Regions from separate parts of the Mus musculus genome. Here region 1 is linked to region 2. Evidence: chromatin contacts called from public HiChIP or PLAC-seq data. All regions are on one chromosome and are shown on one strand. The core of a region is the stretch at or near the end of the contact, and the rest is flanking DNA. Distances in the headings are between cores, read along the strand shown. Region 1 overlaps Gm36601 (a long non-coding RNA gene). Region 2 has its middle 37 kb from the start of Pawr.

Evidence for each region. HiChIP or PLAC-seq counts read pairs in DNA pulled down with a chosen protein or histone mark.
Region 1: an H3K27ac HiChIP or PLAC-seq map of trophoblast stem cells shows a contact between it and region 2, with 9 read pairs. The contact joins two enhancer-like sites. A contact is called at or near these places in 5 of 115 datasets of contacts at active chromatin or transcription factors (embryonic stem cells, pancreatic cancer cells, stem cell-derived neural progenitor cells and 1 more) and 1 of 9 other capture datasets (embryonic stem cells).

The regions. Positions count from the first base shown.
Region 1 is chr10:108,489,115-108,493,206 of GRCm38.p6, reverse strand. All of the region lies in intron 1 of Gm36601 (a long non-coding RNA gene), which reads right to left. Among named protein-coding and RNA genes, the nearest start is that of Gm36601, 35 kb to the right of the region's middle. Within about 2 kb of position 2,711, at least 9 of the 459 cell types and tissues checked have an H3K27ac peak or open chromatin away from gene starts, as enhancers often do. A contact at or near this core is called in trophoblast stem cells, where this site is marked.
Region 2 is chr10:108,292,941-108,296,888 of GRCm38.p6, reverse strand. No RefSeq gene overlaps it. Among named protein-coding and RNA genes, the nearest start is that of Pawr, 37 kb to the left of the region's middle. Within about 2 kb of position 1,923, at least 23 of the 459 cell types and tissues checked have an H3K27ac peak or open chromatin away from gene starts, as enhancers often do. A contact at or near this core is called in trophoblast stem cells, where this site is marked.

The DNA of each region.
Region 1 (4,092 bases), core at 1,462-3,961, 200 kb before region 2:
GAGAATACATTAGCAGCTTGGTACTTTGCTTGGTTTGGGATGTACACACACCCCTGTCCTAACAAAATACTCAACATACTAGGAACCTCATTCTGATCAGGCTGCAAGCATACCTGCTGTAAACAATGGAGACAAGTTATTCCCTTTTAATGCCTAAGCATGTGTTCAGGAATAGGATTAAAATCAGATACATTGTGAGAAAGGACAGACTCAAAGAGGAAGTGAGCAAAGGTTTATATAATACAAGCCTAACACTTAAAATGAGATCCACCCATGCTATGCCACTTCGCAGCCAAGCTCCTTCTCTTGAACCCCATAAAGAGCAGCCAGAAACGATAACCAAAGTTATGGTGGTTTGAATAGGAGTGTCCCCTAATAGACTCATGTGTTTGGATGCTGGGCCTGCAGGGTGTGGAACTATTAGAAAGTGTGGCCTTATTGGAGGAAGTGTGTCACTCTGGGGGCAGGTTTTGATGTCTCCTATGCTCAAACTATGCCCAGTGTGGCACACAGTCTCTCTTCTGCTGCCTGCAGATCAAGATGTAGAACTCTCACCGGGCAGTGGTGGCACACACCTTTAATCCCAGCACTTGGGAGGCAGAGGCAGGCAGATTTCTGAGTTCGAGGCCAGCCTGGTCTACAGAGTGAGTGTGCTCTCTCTCTCTCTCTCTCTCTCTCTCTCTCTCTCTCTCTCTCTCTCTCTCTTTCTTTCTATTTTTTATTTATTTATTTATTTATTTAGAGACAGGGTCTCATTCTGTAGCTCTGGCTGTCCTGAAAAAAGTCACTATGTAGACCAGACTGGTCTTGAACTCATGGAAATCTGCCTGCCTCTGATAGGTATGGTGGTACACACCTGTAATCTAGATTCTAGGGAGACAAAGAGAATTGACATAGATTTGCAGCAAGCCTTGCCTACATAGCACATTCTTAGAGCCAACACCAAAATAGTAAGGCTGTCTCCAAAAAGCAAATGTAAAGAACTATAAAAGTCATTGGAATACTTGTTTTTAAAACAAAATCCCAAACGTTCAATTTACCAAATGAAGATTCAGGAGCCAGATGCTGTGGTAAAAGTCTGCTAGCTCAAAGAGGCAGAGAAAGCACCCATCTGACCTTCCTTCTCCACTAATATCCCAGAAGGAAAAGGTCCCTTCTACTTCTCCACCTGTTTTAAATATCCTTCAACTAAGACCAACCTTTCTCTTTCCTTGGCTTTCTTGTGTTCGTTTCCTGTCAACTGGTTGCTTGTTCTGCCTCTTGACTTATGGGAGACTTTATTTAATCCTATTTACAGAAAGTTCTTGGGTTAAAGGTGTGTGCTAGGGTTGAGCCGCACCACAACAAGAAAAGGGTTTTCCACTTTATCACCCTGGGGTTCACAATGTAATCAAACATCCTGCAACTTATGTCTGATTCTTATTCATTACAGATCAATATTTGAATTCCCCCTGATTTGTTTTTAATCATGTGCTTGAGACAAGGAACTGGCTATGTAGCTAATGATGACCATGCCTCCAAAGCCAAAGTGCTGGCCTTACAGGCATGAGCCACAAGGCCATTTCATATTCAAGTCCTTTAACAAGACTGAAGGCTGTTCCTAGTGTGTACAGTGAGAACAAGACCACCTCAACGTGTGGTTCACAGGAAGATTTTTATTGCAGATATGAGAGGAATACAACCAGAGGCATCTGGAAGAGTCCAGAGCAGAGAGTGGTAATAGTGGAAATGTTGGGGTTATATAGGAATGAGAAGCTGAGGGGCATTCGGGAAGCCCATAATCTAGAGAAGTTTAGGGTAGAGAGTACAGGAAGAAAGAAGAGCTGAGGCTAAGTCATTTGTGTGCTATAAGAGTCTGGAGGCCAGCACACACTTTAGCATGCTAATAGTCACCACATGATATTTCTTTTGGACCTGACCCCTATCAAGCCCCTCTCTCCCTTTCTCATCTCTTTCCTCCTTCCCCTGCTCTCTCCCCTTCTCTCTTCCTCTCTCTCTCTCTCTCTCTCTCTCTCTCTCCCACTATGCTCTTTCCCTTTCCCTCTCTCTCCCTCACTTTTTCCTCCCCTTCCTCTTTCTCCCTCCCTCCCTCCTCCCTCCCCCTCTCCCCACCTCTCCCCCTACCCCACCCACTTCTTTCCTACCTCACAGCTCTCTGAGTCAGCCATGTGCTGCCTCCTGTCCACCCTTTCTTTACCACCTTCTCACCACCTGAGGTTTCCTGACAAAAGTCCTACAGGTCCGTAAGGAAGATAGGAAGGGATCAATACAACAATTGATGGCACTCAGGCAATCTGAGGGATGATAGAGATAGTTATTTACAAACGTGTTGTATTGTCACTCCGTAAGACGTCAACCTCCAGCCTCCAGATCAATTCAATAATGCCCTGCTCTACCCATGAAGGTCCCTGGCCCTCTTAGGCAGACAGTCATATTCTTCAGAGTGACAGTATCTGGAAAATGGCCGCCCCATTGTCCTTGACCAAGATACAGATCAGTTTACTTTGGAGAGAAGGACCAGCAAGTATGCAGCAAATGTATGTGTGTGTGTGTGTGTGTGTGTGTGTGTGTGTGTGTGTGTGTGTGTGTGTGTGTTTCATAAAACAAACTGGAAGACAGTCCCCGTTTCCTGTCTCTCTCAGACACAGTTGCTTCCTTCTCTTTCATCTCCTGAAAAATATTTGCTCCTGGGCTTTTCCCAGACAGAAATGGAGCCTGGGCTCTTGACGTTAGGCAGAGATCTATGGCTGGAGTGACTCATTAACCTTTGTTCTGCCTCCACTTCCAGAGATCACCGACGATAAACAGTGGCCAGGCAGGGAATTAGGGCAAGGAGGAGGCCATTTGGGCCTCCCTTCCCTTCCGTCTGCATTAACACTTGGACTGTGGCCTCAACTAGACCTGCATTCGTGCCCTGAAAAGACTCGTATTTGTCAGGTTCTCTTTGGGTAGCAGTCTGCCATCTCTATTCATTTACTCTCTGCTGGCGAGTCTTGAAAATACTTGTATCAGCCTTTGGAGCTGGTTACACATTGAATTGCATAACACACACACACACACACACACACATACACCATCCATATACTGAAGTCTCGGTGCCTTAGAGAGTGACTATATTTGGAGCCTTCGCAGAGGTGAGTGAGTTCAGGTGAGGCCCTGAGGGTGGGCCCTGATCCCTCTGCCTGGCATCTTTTTAAGAAGGGATAATCCTGAACATGCAAAACCACACCAAAGATACACACGCACAGAGGATGACCCTGAGACCAGGCAGCCAAAGAAACCAGATGCGGGAGCAGAGGCTACAGGGGAAAGCATTGATCCTGGGCTTCGGGCCTCCAGAACTATCAGCAGCACACATTTCTGTTGTTCAGGCCCCTTGTGTTGTGGTATCTGTTCTGGCAAACTAAAACAGAGCCTGGGACAGAATTCAAAACTCTTTATCCTCTGTTGAAACAGCCTCCTAAGACTGGCACTGGAACACAAGAGACTCCCTTTCCAAGTCGTCAGAGTCAGATTTGTGTTCCTTTCTTCTCACTCTGGATAGACGGCACCTTCCTGCAGCCATGTTTACCCTTCCCAGTCTGGATCTGTCCTATCCAGATTATGCCCGCTCCACGAGACTCCAGACTCAGGGAATGGGGGTGGGATATTTTTCAGACATACCTTGCACTAAGCAGGGTTCTTCACAGGAACAGAACCAGCAGGTATGGTGTGGTGAGGTGAGGTGAGGTGAGGTGAGGTGAGGTGAGGTGAGGTGAGGTGAGGTGAGATGTGTGTGTGTGTGTGTGTGTCCCCACATATACACTACCTGTAGGTCAGTGGTTCTCAACCTTCCTAATGCTGTGACCCTTTAATACAGTTCCTCATGATGTGATGACCGCCAACCATAACAATATTTTCATTGCCACTTCTTAACTGTAATTTTGCAACAGAGTGGTGTCTCAGTTCCTGAGAGCACTGGAAATATGGTCGAGAACAGATGCTCAAGTATAATAGTAAATAAAAACTCGAAGTGCTCAGGATATGAAGAGGCCAGTAGGTAGGCTAGAGACTTTAAAAAGACCTGCAAGTTATGTCCAAGGCCATCTGCTA
Region 2 (3,948 bases), core at 674-3,173:
ACTCCCCACCCCGAAATTCTTTAAAAAAAAAAATTAAGCCCATCATTTTGGGCACTTTTTGTGTGCTTTCTGTGGGATTATATGACTGTTGATACATATCTAACATTTCTCTTACGTATTCAATCAGTAATGGGTGTTGTGGTGGTTGGAATAGGAATGCCCTGCTCCCCCAACCCCCAGAAGCTCATATATTCGAATGCTTAGGGCATGGCATTAGGAGGTGTGGTCTTGTTGGAGTGGACGTGGCCGTCTTGGAGGAAGTGCGTCACTAGGGGTGGGCTTAATGGTTTCAAAAGCTCAAGTTAGTTCCAGTGCTCTCTCTTCCTGCTGCCTGCCTATTCCGATGTAGAGATCTTGGCTACCTCTCCAGCACTTGGTCTGAGTGGTGTCACTTCACAACAACAGAACACCGACTAAGGAAATTTGGGGTTGCCTGTTTCTGATACGGTCACGGCAGTCGATGGATGAGTCAGGAGAAACACTCGGAAGGGTGCCGTGTTCCTCATGTGCAGCACGGTGACTGTGTTCTTACACCCCTCTCTGTCCCCGGCTCAGGGGACAAACAGTACGAGCCCAGAACTTCCAAAGGTTGCTGCAGTCCCCAGATCTGGATGTGCTGAGAGCTAAACCCCAGTTACAACCACTGGAGTGTGCAAGGGATTTCTGAGGCTGCAAAAATGTAGAGGGTTTTTTTGTTTTGTTTTGTTTTTTTAAATGTATTTTTATTTTTAACACCATGATACTTGCATACAACAGGCTGTGACCGCGTTCACCTCCCTCACGACTCATCTCTCTCATGCTCGCCCACCTATTCTGCCCTGTTAGCTCTCCACTTACAACAGTGTCCTTCCCTCAGGATCCCTTCCTCCCACCCCCTTCCCTCCAAGCCCCGTGCACGCTGTCATAGTTGTGTGTTCATGTTTGCTGTAACAAACTGTTACATTCAGAATGAAATACCCCAACATGCTCACTTCCATCATTTGGTTCCATAGTCTATTCTACCATGTTCTCCGGACCTCGGAAGGGGGGACACACAGATGTCTTGTTTGGGATGATGACTAATCTCAGCACTTGGCCCTCTTTAAGTTTTCCTCTTTGACCAATTTGCTCACTGCTCAAAAAAGCTTCTACTGCAAGACTTTGTTTCTTTCGCTGGGCGGTGGTGGCACACACCTTTAATCCCAGCACTTGGAAGGCAGAGGCAGGCAGATTTCTGAGTTCAAGGCCAGCCTGGTCTACAGAGTGAGTTCCAGGACAGCCAGGGCTACACAGAGAAACCCTGTCTTGTGTTTCTTTCACACTGTCTCATTAGCAGACAACCTCTCTGGTCTTAAAGGGGACCACCCACTAAAAGACTCTTGCCTCTGTCTCCCAAAAGCTAGGATTACAGGCTCTATCACCGCACCCAGTTTTACGAAGTGCTTGGGATGGATCCCAAGGTCTTGACTATGTTAGGCAAGCATGTCACGAAGTGAGCTACAGCTCTAGTCTCTTGATTTTCTTTTCATATCACCACGGCCAATATGGCATCCACATCTTTGTTAGCATTAGAACCCTTTGTCTAGCCTGTGAGTTTAGCTACCAAAAGTAGTGGCTTCCTCATGTCAGGAGTGGTGTCTACACATAGAAAGTTTGGGTTTCTATTGCTGTGAAGAGACACCATGGCCAAGGCACCTCTTATAAAGGAAAAAAATTGGGGCTGGCTTACAGTTAAGAGCTTTTATCTATTATCGTCATGGTGGGGAACACGGCAGCATGCAGGCAGACATGGTGCTCGAGAGGAGCTGAGCGGTCTCCACTTGGATTTGCAAGCAGCAGAAAGAGAAAGGGAGCCACTGAGCGTCTGAGACCTCAAACCCCATCCCCTGAGATGTACCCCTTCTCCAACAAAGCCACACCTACTCTGACCAGGCCACACCCATTCCGACCAGGCCACACCTCCTAATAGTGCCAATCCCTATGAACCTAGGGGGCCATTTGCATTCAAACCACCACAGAAGGTTTCAATTAAGTATGAGGAAAAGAAAGAAAGAGGCAAGGGGCCAGGGGAGGACTGTGAACACGGAGGCCAAGTCTGTGTAACCTGCCCTCATTGCTCAGTGTCTTTCCTTCACTAACAGGGATGTATTAAAACACTTAACCTGAGAGAAAAACCCAGGAAACCAAGAGATACTCATTAAATTAACAAATATCCAGCAACGACCTGTTTTGCCAGCTTCTGGAAAATGCACCCATGACCACCAGGACTGGTGTGTGCTCACAGAACTCAGAGTTGAGCAGGGAGAGAAGCACAGGTCAGTTAAGAGAGAAGAGATGGGCTTTATTAGAGGTTGGAATGCTCAGACAGATACCCGAGAGGTGAGTCAGGTATGTACAAAGGGAAAGGGAACAAGGAAACGAAGGGCGAAGGCAAGGAAAGAGAGCGAGGCAGCTTCCGGGGCTGGATCTCTAGATTCTGTCTTCTAGGTGCTTATAAATGAGGTGGCAAGACGCAATATGGGCATTTGAGGTCGTTTAAAAAAATTATGTAGGGGCTGGTGAGATGGCTCAGTGGGTAAGAGCACCCGACTGCTCTCCCAAAGGTCAGGAGTTCAAATCCCAGCAACCACATGGTGGCTCACAACCATCTGTAACAAGATCTGACGCCCTCTTCTGGTGTGTCTGAAGACAGCTACAGTGTACTTACATATAATAAATAAATAAATCTTTAAAAAAAAATTATGTAGCTCTGGGGAAAAGATCACCAGTTACACACGGAGACTGTCAATCTCATCTTAAAAAGGAGAGGAATGATCAGGAATGTGGCCTGACAGGGCCTGCGTGTCCTCAGGGAGCAGACAGGACGCAGTGAAGCACAAGGGAAAAGGCCGGTTGGGACTTGCAAACTGGTAGCTGCGGCCGTCTAATGAGGTAGACTCTTAAAACAAGGGGAGAGCGAGCGAGAAGGTTTGGTAACCAGTTTACAAAGAGGTCCTTGATAACAAACCTGAAGAATTCAGGCTTTATCTTGAAGATGATTTGGGGACAGTAAAAAATAGAAAGTGCCAGGAAAAGAACCTATTTCAAGAACGTGTACAAAGTACTGCACTCCCTCGTGATCATGAAGGCCGCGTAGGAAGGAAACATTTTGGGTGATAAAAAGAAAGCCTGGGGGCTGGTGAGATGGCTCAGTGGGTAAGAGCACCCGACTGCTCTTCCGAAGGTCCGGAGTTCAAATCCCAGCAACCACATGGTGGCTTAAAACCATCCGTAACAAGATCTGACTCCCTCTTCTGGTGTGTCTGAAGACAGCTACAGTGTACTTACATATAATAATAAATAAATCTTGAAAAAAAAAAAAAAAAAAAAAAAAGCCTGGACACACCTGGGCAGGGATGTTAGCGCTCACCAAGAAAGATGCCCAGCAAATGCGTTTGGAAGCAGCAGAGGCAGAATGTCTTGCATAGGAAGTGAAGACAGTAAACTGTGCAAGAGCAGAGCTTGGGATTTCTTTTTTCTTTTTTCTTTCTTTTGGTTTTTCAATACAGGATTTCTCTGTGTAGCCCTGGCTGTCCTGGAACTCACTCTGTAGACCAGGATGGCCTCGAACTCAGAAATCCGCCTGCTTCTGCCTCCCGAGTGCTGGGACTAAAGGTGCGCGCCACCACTTCCCCGGCGAGCTTGGGATTTCTTGTTTTACTTTACTTCTCTCCAGGCGACGCTCAAAAGATGCTCCAGAGACTTCAAGAGCTTCTGAGCTTCCTGCAGGCTGAGCTTTTCTAGGTCATTAGACGGAGGTATCTGGATGTGGTATATGTACGTGTGTGGAAGCGTTTCTGTGGGTGTCCGGGGAGACGAAAGGGGAACTCTGGGTACTCTCCTCCTTTGCCTTCCATCCCACGGGTTTTAGTGCTGGAGACAGGGCCATTTCACTGAACTAGGAGCTCATGGATTGTCTAGGCTGGTCAG